Regions from separate parts of the Mus musculus genome. Here region 1 is linked to region 2. A link is a contact called in public Hi-C data. All regions are on one chromosome and are shown on one strand. The core of a region is the stretch at or near the end of the contact, and the rest is flanking DNA. Distances in the headings are between cores, read along the strand shown. Region 1 has its middle 9.0 kb from the start of Gm36769. Region 2 overlaps Gm36595 (predicted gene, 36595).

Region 1 (7,242 bases), core at 3,747-6,246, 470 kb before region 2:
CAAAGTGGATGCTCACAGTCAGCTATTGGATGGATCACAGGGCCCCCAATGGAGGAGCTAGAGAAAGTACCCAAGGAGCTAAAGGGATCTGCAACCCTATAGGTGGAACAACAATATTAACTAACCAGTACCCCCTGGAGCTCTTGTCTCTAGCTGCATATGTATCAAAAGATGGCCTAGTCAGCCATCACTGGAAAGAGAGGCCCATTGGTCATGCAAACTTCATATGCCTCAGAACAGGGGAACGCCAGGGCCAAGAAGTAGGAGTGGGTGGGAAGAGGAGTGTGAGGGGGGGGGGAGAGGGTATGGGGGACTTTTGGGATAGCATTGGAAATGTAAATGAGGAAAATACCTAATAAAAAATTAAAAAAAAAAAAGAAATGTAGAGAGAACAATGGTAAATTTGCAAAGCTAGTATTGTAAAGATGTAGATCCAGGATGCATTAGTTATCTATTCTGCATGTTGAACTGTTCCAATACTTAGCATCTTAAATCAAGAAACCATGAGTTTCTAAAGGTCAATGATCTGCAAGTGATATGTGCCTCTGGCTAAAGGCTACAAGAAAGCTGTTACCTAGCCTGCAGCAATCCAAAACTAGCATGTGCTACTATGCGCATCCATTTAATTGTTGGCAGTCCCATGATCCTCTCCATGGCAATCTAATTGTCCTTATAAAGTGAGTTCTCCTTAGAAAGTAATGGGAAGTCGTAAAGAAAGGAGAGAGAGAGAGAGAGAGAGAGAGAGAGAGAGAGAGAGAGAGAGAATACAATAAAAGGCATTATCTTGAGAAGGCACTACAAGAGAGTGAATACCAGAAGATTGGGCTGACTTCCATACATAGCATCAAAAGGACTCATTAGGTTCAATAATAACACAAATGGCACAATAAGCAAAAGGCCAAAATAGTCGAATAGTCCCCTCAATAGAAAATGATAAGTAAATAGATTTTAAAAGTACCTGAGAACATACAGAACATTATTGTCATTATGATCAAAAAAATCAAAGTGGTCATGAAATATCATTTATACTAACACTAGAATGACTATATTCAAAGACGGAGCATACAAACTGGCAAATATTTGGGAAACCTGGGACCTTCATTCCTTGCTGATGGGATGTAAAATGGCACAACCCCTCTGCAGAATAACTTGGTAACTTCTAAAAGCTGAACATCTACTTGCCTTGTGACTCAGCAATTCTAATCCAGGCTAGTTATCCAAAGAAATGAAAGGATGTAGTCCAGCAGAGACATGTACCTTAGTGTTTTTCATTTATGTATTATCTGGTTACACATTGGTCAGTGATTAGATAAAGTAGCACAAATTCACATTGATACAATATAGTAATAGACAACAAAAGAATCCATCTAGCACTCTGATTGTGGGTCTAAGACCCCTGGTTCGTATATATGAGAGGTCTGCCTGATCTGGCCTAAGTTGGAGAAGATGCACTCAATCCTCGAGAAAATTGAGGCCTCAGGGAAGGGGGATGCCTGATGTGGGGAGCACCCTTCCTGGGACAAGGGGGAGGAGGAATGGGATGGGAACTATGGGAGGGGAAACTGAGAGGAGGTCAATGACTAGAGTGTAAATAAATAAAATTTTAAAATAGAATTGAAAAAGAAAAAGGCTATTTCCCAGAGTTTGGCTTATCTTAATAATTGCCGCATATTTAATGCTTAAATCAGCAAAAAAAAAAAAAAGTACTATTTTACAAGTGTACAATGGCCTCAAGATTAATATCAAGATATTCAAGAGGCTTTGGTGGCTCTTGATGAGAATCTATTTTTCTAAACTTCCCCTTCTAAAAACCACCTGTGTTTGAACAAAACCATCAAAGCTGGCATGGACAGGCTCCGTGCTTATTATGCAAATGCCCTTGAAGTGGTTATAACTCTCTGGACTCAACTGGTTCTTTACTTTCAAGGGCTGACAAAATTATATTAGACTCATGCAGATGATCTTGAATCTCTTCACATGAAAGCCTTAACCATAGTAGCAAAGTCTTTGTACGTATGTCAGGGCAGTTGCAAGTATAAGGGTTAAGGTATGAGCATCTCTGACGGGCTTTATATTCTGCTTACCATGTCTTTTAGAAGAAATTTCTATAGGAAAACAGACAAACAATGCTGAGTAAATGAAAGTTGTGTCAGTTGTTATTTTGGGTAGATGTGGCATACTTCATTGAAAGCAGATACAAGAGACCTATGGTATGTAAAATTAACCTGGGGTCGTACTTTCAAAAATCTGTATTTTACTTAGACTCCTTAAGCTTCAAGATCATTGAATATATTTTATGAAATAAAAAATAGTATTTTGAAACATTTTAGATGAATAAATCAAAATGAAGTATTTTATTGGCATGGTTGGTATTATTAAAGTCAGTACTGGTTAATAAATAAACTCTTATTTGAGATTTACCTTCTGGTTAATTACTTCATCCCAATCAATTGAATAAGTATTTTGGGACCATCAGTAACACCTTGTAGCTACATACAATGTCTCATTAACTGATCTTCAGTAGATTTGTATCAGTCTATCAGTTAACTAAAGTGAGAAAAATTACTGTGCATAGTGCAAGACTTCTACATTCAATACAAGGGGAAAACAAAGAGCTGTCTTTGAGTCCATCCAACAAAGAGTTTTGACCAGGCAGACAGACATGCCCACATTGGATCTGAAAGCGTCATCCCATCATGCCCCAAACCCATGATTCATTATTGAGAATCATAACACAACCCATCCATCAATTTTTCTTTTCTCATAAAGATCTGTGAATCTTGCCTTGTTTTAGAGTTTCCTCTGCTTTGCATGTACCATGACTCTGAAAATTCTGCCTTTTATAAAAGCATAAAACAATATACATAGACTAAGTTACTTAAAACACTATGCAGTAGAGATATGTTTTGTTTGTTGGATATATTTGTTTTGGAAGTACTAAGAGTTGCTTTACCTTCTGCCCCTCTCTTTTTAATGACTCACTAATTTATTCTGATGTGTCTCAAAGTTATGAATGAGTCAGCTTGGCTGAATTGTGTGAATTGGTGGGTGGTACCACAGGAAGTCTGGTGCTGGCATTTTTTTAACTGTAGGTGATAATGTCCTGCAGTGGTCATTCCCATGACGACATTCTGCTTTTCCTTACTGCCTTGAGGTCTCTGATGACTGGGGGGTGTAATGTCTGTGGGTTAGTTTAAAAATGAAGTGATCCAAGGAGACTGTGTTACTGACTTCCAAAACCGTCTATGAGAGCTTACCAAAGCAACGAGAAGGAAACTGAGGGCTCCGGTGGGCATGCTCACATGACTTCACCCTGAAGTACAGCAATTCAAAACTCAGTGCCTACTTCTGTAAATGTTCTTTATAAATAGGTGAGGGAAGTTTAACTACTTAGCAAACACTTCCTTTTATTATTTCCTCACTTCTAATATTTCAAAATTCCTTATCATTGCTTGTCATGTGATTGAGGCTGAGTAGATTTCTTTTCTGATATATTGACTGACAGAGAAGAAATCCGGAGTGCAGAGCCATTTCCTTAAGAATTGTAATTGTGGAGATTTTTATCGAAGTCGAAATCTTACTAATTCTTTGTCAAGTAGGGATTTGGGGTAGAAATAATTTGCACCATAACCAAAAATGATTAAAGATATATTCGTTCCCAATTAACTTGGCTTAATGCTTAGACCATGGATAAAAATCATTCATTTGACCAGGCTTTGTTGGATTCATTCTGTTTTTGTGTTTTATTTTAAACTTCAAAGTCCTTACCAAAGCAACTTTTATGTCTTAAGGAAAATAAAAATCCCAAATTTAATTACAGGTTAGAACGGTTTCTGTTACCAAAATGACTTTGGAGTTCCATGTAATTAGAATCAGATAAAAATGTATGTTTTGCATCCAACTTCAAGGGTGCCATTAAGATAAAGCCTGATGACATGAGGATTTTACTTTGGACCTGTTTCTCAGAGGTTTGCCCTCCACAGAGCAGCATATGGAGTCATCTCACAAAGCCTCTCTGGTCTGCAGAAGAAATGAGCCCTTGTAGAGGAAGTTATAGTTCTTACAAACAAACAAAAGGAGCTGGGATCTAAGAGCATCCTCTTTGATGATGATATGACTCTTCAATGGAATTTACCTGTCAGGGACCAGTGTTTTATGTTGCAGGCTATTACCAAAATAACTACTTATTTTTTAAAAACTGAAGTTGCTTTCATGCTCATTGTTGCCCCCTTGGAAACCAATATAAGACGTGATAGCAAGAACTCTAACGAAAATCAAGAAATATTAATACCAAAAATATTCTGTCTTTATCATGAATGAATAGAACTGATGTCATGAACCTCAATCACCCTATCCCAGAACTCAAGAGGTTAATAGTTATCAGTAAGTGAACTGAAAAGTGGCTCCCAGGTTTCAGAGGCCTGATGTCAGCCAGGCCTGTGCATGAAATCATTTGTTTGTGTGCTAGAGGGAGTTAAAATGAGAAGCAAAGAGAACCATGCACAAACATCTTCCAGGTAAGTCTTGTCAGAGGTGAAGAGTTCTCCACTTTTCCACAGCTAAGCTTTTGTTCAGTTAGAAAGCCTAAGGGCACACAACTTAGAAGCTGGCCCTTAATTAAAAAGAAAGATGAATTCTAACATCAGGACAAATGTGGCTATGCTCAGTTCTCTCTGGTTCCTCCACACTCCCAGCGAAGTTGCCTCAAACATTTTTTTCCAATTAGAAGCAACTAGTTTGCAACGATTTCAGTTTCAGTAAATGTCACTGTGTGGCATTTGATGGAGAAAATTCAGAAGCAAGAAAACACTAAAGGTCCCTGCTGGGTTTTTTCCCTGACAGTATTTAGTATTTATTTGATGGTGTTCCAATTATCTTGGCTTAAAAGTCACAAGCCTCAGAGACAGACCTCTAAGGGGAGAGATGGACTGGACACTGGATGAAGTAAAAGAAGCACTTTTGTCCAGTGGCTCCAAAGTGAGAATTTTTCTTGCTGTGGGATGTTCTGGCATTCATTACTGATCCTGTGCGTGGCACAGTGTCTGGGTCTGGACAGAACTTAGTAAATCTGGGTTTGTAAACAAATATATCTCGAGCAGGCTTTATTTGGGTCAGTCTGTCCTCGTTTTCTGGGAGGAGAGTTCCTTGTTTAAGAGGTAAACAAAGGTTAGGGAGAGGGTTTCTTGAGCCAGGTTCTGTGTCTTTCCCTCTGGGCATTCTATTGGCTTGTGAAAATTGTGCCCTAGGCACCTTCTCTGATCATGTTTTTCAGTTTTTCTTTTCTATACCACAAATACTAGGTAGATATAAAGCACCTAGAATAGTAAATGCTCTGATCAGAGTATGTTTCATCTGACTCCCATCTTACGTCCAATAACAGAACTCCAAAGCATTATAGAATTTTAAAATTTGGGATTATTAGAGCTAAATATTTTGTGATTTCTGTCTCCCGTGATTTATAATTTTTTTCATCTACTGGCACAAATAAATATTCAATGGATACCAAATGGATGTGGGTCTTTAAGAGTGCTCTGAATGCTCTTTGTGGAAAGATCTTTTAATACAATTATTAAGTTAATTTTCACAAAGTCTAAGCCTTGTAGAGCTCATTCAATTGTATCCGTGTTCAAATGACAATTTGACTCATGTCCAATCAGATATTTTATTAGTTTAATCTATAGAAGATATAGTTTCTTATACAAAATGACATAAGTATCAGAAAGAGGTGGCTTTTCCTGACTGAAGTTAGCAGCCCACATGCTGTGGCTATGAGGAGGGTTCCTGTTCAGTGAAGTGGAGATGATCAGGACACTCACAAGTGGAGTTGTGCACAAGATCAAAGAGACATCAGGCGACCTACCAGACTGTGTTCTGTGTTTTCATTTCCTGTTGGTTGTGAGCTTCTGATTTGTAGCAATTGCCAAAGTCGCCGTTTGGAGGCAATTTGTGTCCTTCCAGACACTGAAACTGCCAAAAAGCAACCATCTTTTTGCCACCTGACTTTATAGCTTCATTGTAACCAATCTACTTGGTGTTGCAGCAGAAGAAATTGTAAAATGTAATGCTTTGCTTTATAGATCCTATTCTTAGGTTTCTTATTGGAGTTTCCTTTAAACACTTTGCTAAGTTTTCTCTATATACGGATGTAAATTTAGGGATCACTGTACATCTTACCAATGTTTAACTAGTTAGAGTTAGAAGTTACTCCTTATTAGAAGTTTATACCTGATTCATTCTACTTTTATTGAAATTTTATTTAACAATTCTATAACCTTATAAGTGTGTTAAAACACTAATTTTGGATGTGACTTTGGTAACATTAAAAAGAGTAAAATCATTCATAACGAAAACCTTGTTTTTCAGTTTTCAAGTCAATATATGTATACATATGTACATATATATGTATGTGTGTATATACATGCATATATATGTGTGTATATGTACATATGTACAAAGTATATATATATATATATATATATATATATATATATATATAAACTTTCCAAACATGACCTTTCTAGGATTTACAGGGAGTTGGAAAAATGTTTAGCAGTTAATAAACATTATGATTATTTAATATCTAATTTCACATTTTCAGCAGAAATTCCAGGTAAATCTTTATAAATAGTAACTAACACTATTCTTATCACAGAAAAGACAAGCTCTAAAAGCAGACATACTTATTAAATAGGGTCTGAATAAAGACCTAAGCTCAAAACCTTAGAACCTAAGACTAGAAACAATCCTAAAAACTGTCTAGTCTAACTCCTAGGTTTTGAAGTTGAGATAATTCTATTTCAAGGGCATAAACTGTCTTAGGATAAATTGCCAGTTGTTGTCTTAGTGGAGGCAATTGTCCAGGCTTATGACTTTTAATTCACTAACATTCCCTTTTCAAGACAGACGAACTGACAGGCAGAAGTGGTTAGGAGTGAACTCTCCTTATAATGGCCAATTTAAAGTTATTTTTAGGCTAGCCTTTGATGTTTAGAACTGTATCTCCACATAATTTGTCCATCTTCTATTGTCTATTTCTTACTCAAAATTTATTACTTTTTAATTAAGCACAAGTATAATTTAAAAAACAGGAACATAAAAGAAAGAATACAATTTATATAATTATAATTTTTAGTTTTCGCTTCTTACTTATACATGGTCACATATTTCCTGAATTTGTAATGATGAAGTAATACATTCTATTTTAAATTAGCATTATACCAAGACATTGTCATGTTATTACCT
Region 2 (7,241 bases), core at 2,097-4,596:
CTGCGTCTTCTAGACACAGAAGTCCATGACATTCATGAGCTCACAGCAGCTGTGGTTGCCTGTACAAGATGGACATCAGTTCAAGACAGTCAGCATTCCAACCTAGATGAATGAGGGGCTTTCAAGACTCTACCCCTACTGGATGGGAAAGAGCCAGCTTTCCTCAGGGTGTGCATCCCTTGATAGGTGTACTATGCTTGAATGCACGAACCCACAGACCTATACACTTACAGTCAGTGAGTGCATGGTCTCACAAACCTATGCACTTATGGGCAGCACAAATTAGATGAAACAGAAGGAGGAGGAGGAAGAGGAGGGAGAAGACATGAACGGGGAAGAGAAGTGGACAGGCAAGTCTAGGAAGAATTGGAGACCTAAAGAGGAAAGAGGGAATATATCCAGTCACCATATGTATGATATATATATGAAATTCACAAATAATAAATATTATATTAGAAAGTCAACGCCACATATGAAAATTACAAGCATATAATAAGACAAGATAATCACAATGATGAATTGCTTAAGAATACTATATAAACTCAAAGGATTAATATTGAAGATGTTTTAATTAGTTTTAGATGCTACCGAATTTAGGGGAAGAAATTCAACATATAAATTAAATTTCACAACTACTTGTTTGGAATTTACCAAGTAAAAGTTAATAAAAAAAACACAGAAAAGAAGGCAGGAAAGTCATCTACTCTCTAAAAACTTAAAGTCCCATGACAGAAGCCAGCATTTAAACACCTCATTGCGAGCATTTTAGCAAATGTGGTGACACTTAACAAGGAAGCATATGGAAAGAAGCATCCGTGAATCTGCTCAGCAAATATGAATGAAATCCATTCCACTGCTTCAAATGCTTGTGTCGATCATGACTTAAAGTGTATGTGTTCACTGGTGACATGAAGCCCAGGCTGGCCCTGAACTTGCTATGTAAGTAAGGATGACTTTGAACTCTGGTCCTCTGGGCTCCACTTCTCAAGTGCTGGGATGCTGCCACTCCTGGTTTTCCATTTTATTTATATGATTATTCACGTACAAAGTGCTATTTAAAATGTGGCTGTGTTGCTTGTTTGTTTTGGTTGACATTGAGACAGAGTTCCACTAAGCACCCAGGGTGGGGCGTGGCGTGTGTGTGTTGCGGGGGGGGGGGGGGGGCCTTGAACTGGAGAAGCTTCTGGATCAGCCTCCCGAATGCTGGGCTTACACGGCACGTACAACTGTATTCAACTAAAACTTGGGTTTTGAGCAAATCAGGACATTCTACCCTCTACACAGTGGTTCACAACCTATGGGTCCCCACCCTTTAGTAGATCTGAAAGACCTTTCCACAGGGTTCTCCTAAGACCATCAGAAAACACAGATATTTACATTACTATGCATCACTGTAGCAAGATTACAGTCATGAAGTAGCAATGAAATAATTTTATGGTTGGAGAACACCACAGCTTTAGGAACTGTAAGCATTAGGGACTGTATTAAAGGGTTACAGTTTTAGGAAAATTGAGAATCACTGGGTTAAAGGCAATTTGAGAAGAAAAACTGTCACATCCTCTCAAGGTAGATATTAGATCTACCACATTGACTTTTGTTTGCTTGCTTGCATTTCCATTTTAGTGATTCTGGGGATGGACCCCAAGGCCTTGGCTATGTTAGGCAAACACTTTGTAACTGGACAGCATCTCTGTGATGGTCATCTTGACAGGAATATCCATTGAAATATTTTTTCATAATTCTTATTTCTAGATCAGAAAGTGAAGAGTAGCAGATTGTCCTTGATCATCTCCATCTGATTTTTGGAGATAGGTTCTCTCAGTGAGTCCGGAACTCCCCGATGCAGTTGGATTACCTGAATAGAAAAACGCCAGGGAACTTCCTGTCTTATCATCCCTGAAATGTGATTACGGCTCAAACAGGAGCCTGGCTTTAGAGGCTAGACCTTGAACCCAGCCCCCCACCCCACCCCCATCCCATGCTTTTATAGCAAACTCTTTACCAATTAAGCCATTTCTTCTGCTCCCCTCTCCGTGTTATCACAAGTTTGCTATTCATCAACAAGTAGAACATACGGAATGATATCGTAGGCAACCCAAAGATGGCCAGCAGCAGAAGCAACAGTAGCTCGTCTTCCTTCTAGTCTCTGGGAAGGAGGTTACTGCTCTATGTGCAACCTCTGCAAAGTTAGTCTGTCCAAGAAGGCTTTTGTCCAGGTGAGACCCCGCTCAGCTTCCAGTCAGCTTGTCTAAATAGAAAGATAAGGAAATGAACCTCTCACAATGACAGATGGCAATTCTTACAAGCAGGAGTATTTCTCATCTGCCTCTGTCATCCCACTTGGAGAAGGCAGCCTCACTCTGGGTGTGAACGTGGAAAGGGAGACTATGACATGACTTGTCTAAACCCCTGTTTCATAAGATGGCACCACACTGGTTTAAACATGCTGGCTTCTAACAGCCTCCAGTTAACTTTGAAAAGTGGCACACGGGAACAAACTCCTCTTGTCTTCCATAGACATCTTTCCTCCGTTTTTATTTGCTTGTTTGTTTGTTTAAAAAGCATTGTTAGGCAGGAAATAGTAATATCTATGGATTCCCTAATGGATATTATTCTCAACAGTCAAGGTAATTGATATTTATATGGTATGTGCTCTGCATTGCTTTGGAAATGCCTTATCTAGTAATTTATTTCACTTCTGTTAATGTATGGATCGAGAAGCTAAGAGGATGTGAAGCTAAAGAGTTGGAATGCAACCAAACTTGTGGGCCTGATCATAACGGCAAAAATTCCAGTCACAGAAATATCTCTGTGGCCAAACTACTGTAAACTGTCTAGTATATTTAAAGGGGGAGGGGACAAAAACAAATAAAAACAAAGATATATAATTTTTGAGGCACAATTTTTCTCTCAATGTGTTTTCTCCCAAGGCTCTTTCATTACCATATTGCAAATTAGTAGCAAAACAGAATGGAAAAAACCCAGATGTTCAAATGATCTCCTCAGAAAGCTGTCTGCCTCTCGGAATAGCCTTCCTAAAACTGGGTATATTTTTTCAGAAATGACGGCTTTCCTTGCGAGGAGGAGAGTGCAGAACGGAAAGCCTGGAATTCCTGAGCAAGGCTCCAAAATGATCGTCTTTCCTTTTACAACTTTGTTTTGATACAACTTTGTTTTGAATTTTCCGGAGCGGTACCGGGAACGTTATGAGCAGCCTATCTCTGTTGTCCGGGTTTTACGCCTTTCCTTCTGTGTTAACCTGAAGCCGGATTTCAGCTAGCCTGTGTGCAGCCCCCGCTGAGCCAAAAATCCTAGACTGGAGATTCCAGGCTTGCTTCCTTCCATGTGGCATCCAGACTGCCAGCATTCTTGCTGATTCACGGGGACAGGCTAGAAGGTTGCAGGATAGTGACCCTGTTGGGACAAGACCCGGACTTTCTTTGTAACCCCCAGCTTTGTCTAAGCTCCACCAGGGCATTTAGACTCTCTCTCATCAGCTTCTTCATCTGCAAACTGAGAATCAGCCTGGTATTAGGCACTTAACTTTGTTTTCTTTGAGGAAGTGCTTTGAACATGAGAGAAGCTGCATTTATTTTGTTTAGCAACCAACCTAAATTACTGGGGTCAGAAACAAGACACACCGTGTATTTTGATGGCACTTCTTGATTTTCCTGCTCTGCCAATCCAACGCTTACACAGACCAGCTCATCCCAGCCTGTTGCTGATCACTATCTCCCGTTTTCTTTACTTTCCGGATTTAAACTCAAAGCCTGTATGATTGAGCCAGCAAGCTAGGCTTTGAGGAATGTGTCATAGTTATGTCTCTAGGCAGACGGTTGGATCACACCCAGGAAAGCTGGCCTGACACTTCCACACATCCGACTTTAGGTCAGTTAAAAAGCTCAAAGTAACCAATATGACAACTGGAGAATTTGCAAAGCAAACTTTCTCAGTTTTAATGAGAAAAGTAAGAATTTGGTTAATTCCTGCACTATATTACCTTTTTACCAAGACCCAAGATAACAATTATATACTTATCAAATAAAGCATAAGCATGTTTGCTTCTTTTTTTAATTACATTTTATTTTTTGGTATATATATTTGAGTATATGTGTGTGAGTCCAGGAGATCATGCATGTCCAAGCTCCTGGAACTGGAGGTATATATGGTTATGAGCTGCTATGTTGTGCTGGGAACCCTAACCTGGTCTATTATAAGAGTAAGAAATACTTTTTACTGCTGAGTTATTTCTCTTGTTCACAAAGCTTAGTCAGCTCTAGTCTTAGTGATCTTTTGAGATCTGTTTGACACCAAATCACAGAAGATTCAAATTACCTATATTTAGTTCAAACTGTTTTGAATATGCTAAATAAAACACATGAAGTTTGTTGCTCATATCTTGTCACATTTTTACCGGGTACATAATATTTCAGCTGAGAATCAGAGCAGAAAATTGATTAAAAAAAATGTACTTGGGCCAGGCCTGGCAGCACAACCTTTAATGTCAGTACTTGGAAAATAGATCTCTGAGTTCAAAGCTACCTTTGTCTATATGCCAAGTTCCAAGCCAACCTCTGTTGCATAGTAAGATCCTGTCTCAAAACAAACAAACAAAAATGTACTTGAAGACATTGTGGTGGTTTATACCTGTGGCTCAGGCTCTCAGATCAACAATTGATAAATGGGTCCTCATGAAACTGCAAAGCTTTTGTAAAGCAAAGGACACTGTCACATAGGACAATTAGGCAACCCTCAGATTGGGGAAGGCTCTTCACCAACCCTACATCTGACAGAGGGCTAATATCCAAAATTTACAAGGAATTCAAGAAGTTATACACTAACAACCCAAATAACCCAGTTAAAAAATGGGGTACAGAACTAAACAGAATTCTCAACAGAGGAATATCCAATGGCTGAGAAGCACTTCCAGAAATGTTCAAAGTCCTTAGTCATCAAGGAAATGCAAATCAAAATAACTATGAGGTTCTATCTTATACCCATCAGAATGGCTAAGATCAAAAACTCAAGTGATAGCACTTGCTGGCAAGGATGTGGAGCAAGGGGAACACTCCTCCATTGTTGATGGGAGTACAAACTTGAACAAACACTCTGGAAAACAATTTGGCAGTTTCTCAGAAAACTGGGACTAATTCTACCTCAAGACCCAGCTATACCTCCTGGGTATATACATAAAAGATACCCCAACATCCCACAAGGACACTTGCTCAACTATGTTCACAGCAGCTTTATTTGTAATAGCCAGAAACTGGGAACAACCTAGATGTCCCTCAACTAAAGTAAAGATAAAGAAAATGTGGTACATCTGCACAATGGAATATTATTCAGCTACTAAAACCCAAGACATCATGAATTTTGCAGGCAAGTGGGTGGAACTTGAGAATATCATCCTGAGTGACGTAACCCAATCCCAAAAGGATGTGTGTGGTATGTACTCACTTTAGCCATAAAATACAGGCCACCCATACTACACTCCACAGACCCAAAGAAGCAAAACAAGAAAGAAGGTCTAAGTGAGAATGCTTGGATCTCACTTAGAAGAGGGAATAAAATAGTCATAAGAGGCAAGTGGATGGAGGGAACTGGGAAGGAGTGGAGATGGAGAGAGGAATGGGGGATTCAGGATCAGGTGTGGAGAAGGACAGGAAAAATGACTAGATGGCCATGAAAATGAATGGCAATCTACAACTGAAGTGAGTAAGGAGGTGTGTGGGGGTAGGGGGGGGATCTCCAAGATGAAACATGGCCTGGGACAAGGGAGGTGCCCAAGAAACAGCAGGGGTGATCTTAGCTGTGTCTTACTACATTGGAGATATGGAACCTGAAGAAGCTACCTCCTGTAGCCAGACAGGAACCCCAGTGGAATGATAGAGACACCAACCCAACCCACAAAACTTTCAACCCAAAATTATCCTGTCTACAAGTAATATGGGCACTGGGGAAGGAGCAAGACTGAGGGAACAACCGACCAGTAACCACAACTCAACTTGAGACCCATCCCATGGGCAAGCACCAATCCCTAACACTATTAATGATACTCTGTTATGTTTGCAGACAGAAAAATGTTGTATTCTGAGAGGCTCCACCCAGCAACTGACTCAGACAAATTACAGACAGCCACAGCCAAACAGTGGATGGAGCTTGGGAACTTTTATGGAAGAATAGGAGGAAGGATTTCAGCCCCAAAGGGGGATAGGAAATCCACAGGAAAACAAACAGAATCAACTAACCTGGCCCCTTGGGGCTGTCAGGTCTGAACCACCAGCCAAAGAGCATGCATAGGCTGGACCTAGGCCTTCCTGTTCATATGCAGCAGATGTGCAGCTTGACCTTAATGTGGGTCCCAAATAACTGGAGCAGGGGCTATCCCGAAAGCTGTTGCCTGTATGCAGGATATGTTCTACTACCTGGGCTGCCTTGTCTGGCTTCAGTGGAAGAGGAAGTGCCTAGCCTCACAGAGACTTTAAGTGCCAGGGTGGAGGGAATACCCAGGGAGGCCCCACCCACTCAGAGGAGAAGGGGAAAGGGATGAAGGAAGGATTGTGGAAGGGGGCGATCAGGATGGGGTCAGTGAGCGAAATGTAAAGTGAATACATTTTTTAAAAATTTAATTTAATTTAAAAAAAAAGAAATTACAGGCCAGCCGCTAATCTCATACATGAGATACTGCTGCTAAATAAATAAATCACAAATGGAAAATGTACATTAATAAAATATTTTATTTTATGTGTATGGGTGTTGTGACTACATATTTGTCTTATGCCCAAGGTACCACCTGCCTGGGGCACAAAGAAGCTAAAAAGGAGTCACCACACCCCTTGGGATTGGAGCTGCACATGGCTATGCACTATCATGTATGTGATGGAAACCAACCCCTGTCCCTCTAAAAGAATAGCTAGTGCTCTAGCCACTGAGCAATCTCTCCAACCCCAAATAAAGTATTTACTTTTGTTTTAGTTATTAGTAAGTGTGCATATATGTATGAGAGACAGAAACAAAGACAGATAGAGGCGGGGTGATCACATGACATGGCATGGTACATATGTGAGTGTCAGAGAATAATCCTTGAGAGTTAATTCTCTCCTTGTACATTTACATGGGTTCCAGTAATGGATTTCAGGTCTCTAGGCTTACATCGTCTTGTCAGTATGTAATAAATTATTTTAAAATTCTTCTAATGATTTATATTAATTCTATGTGCATTGGTGTTTTGCCTGCATGTG

The links. Hi-C and Micro-C count contacts between places; a contact is called where the count stands out from the background.
Region 1: a Hi-C map of uterus shows a contact between it and region 2, with 3 times the contacts expected there. The contact joins two enhancer-like sites. A contact is called at or near these places in 3 of 484 Hi-C or Micro-C datasets (bone marrow-derived macrophages, nephron progenitors and uterus).

What each region holds. Positions count from the first base shown.
Region 1 is chr10:56,940,750-56,947,991 of GRCm38.p6, reverse strand. No RefSeq gene overlaps it. Among named protein-coding and RNA genes, the nearest start is that of Gm36769, 9.0 kb to the right of the region's middle. Within about 2 kb of position 4,996, at least 7 of the 459 cell types and tissues checked have an H3K27ac peak or open chromatin away from gene starts, as enhancers often do. A contact at or near this core is called in uterus, where this site is marked.
Region 2 is chr10:56,465,281-56,472,521 of GRCm38.p6, reverse strand. All of the region lies in intron 4 of Gm36595 (predicted gene, 36595), which reads right to left. Among named protein-coding and RNA genes, the nearest start is that of Gm36595, 37 kb to the right of the region's middle. Within about 2 kb of position 3,346, at least 107 of the 459 cell types and tissues checked have an H3K27ac peak or open chromatin away from gene starts, as enhancers often do. A contact at or near this core is called in uterus, where this site is marked.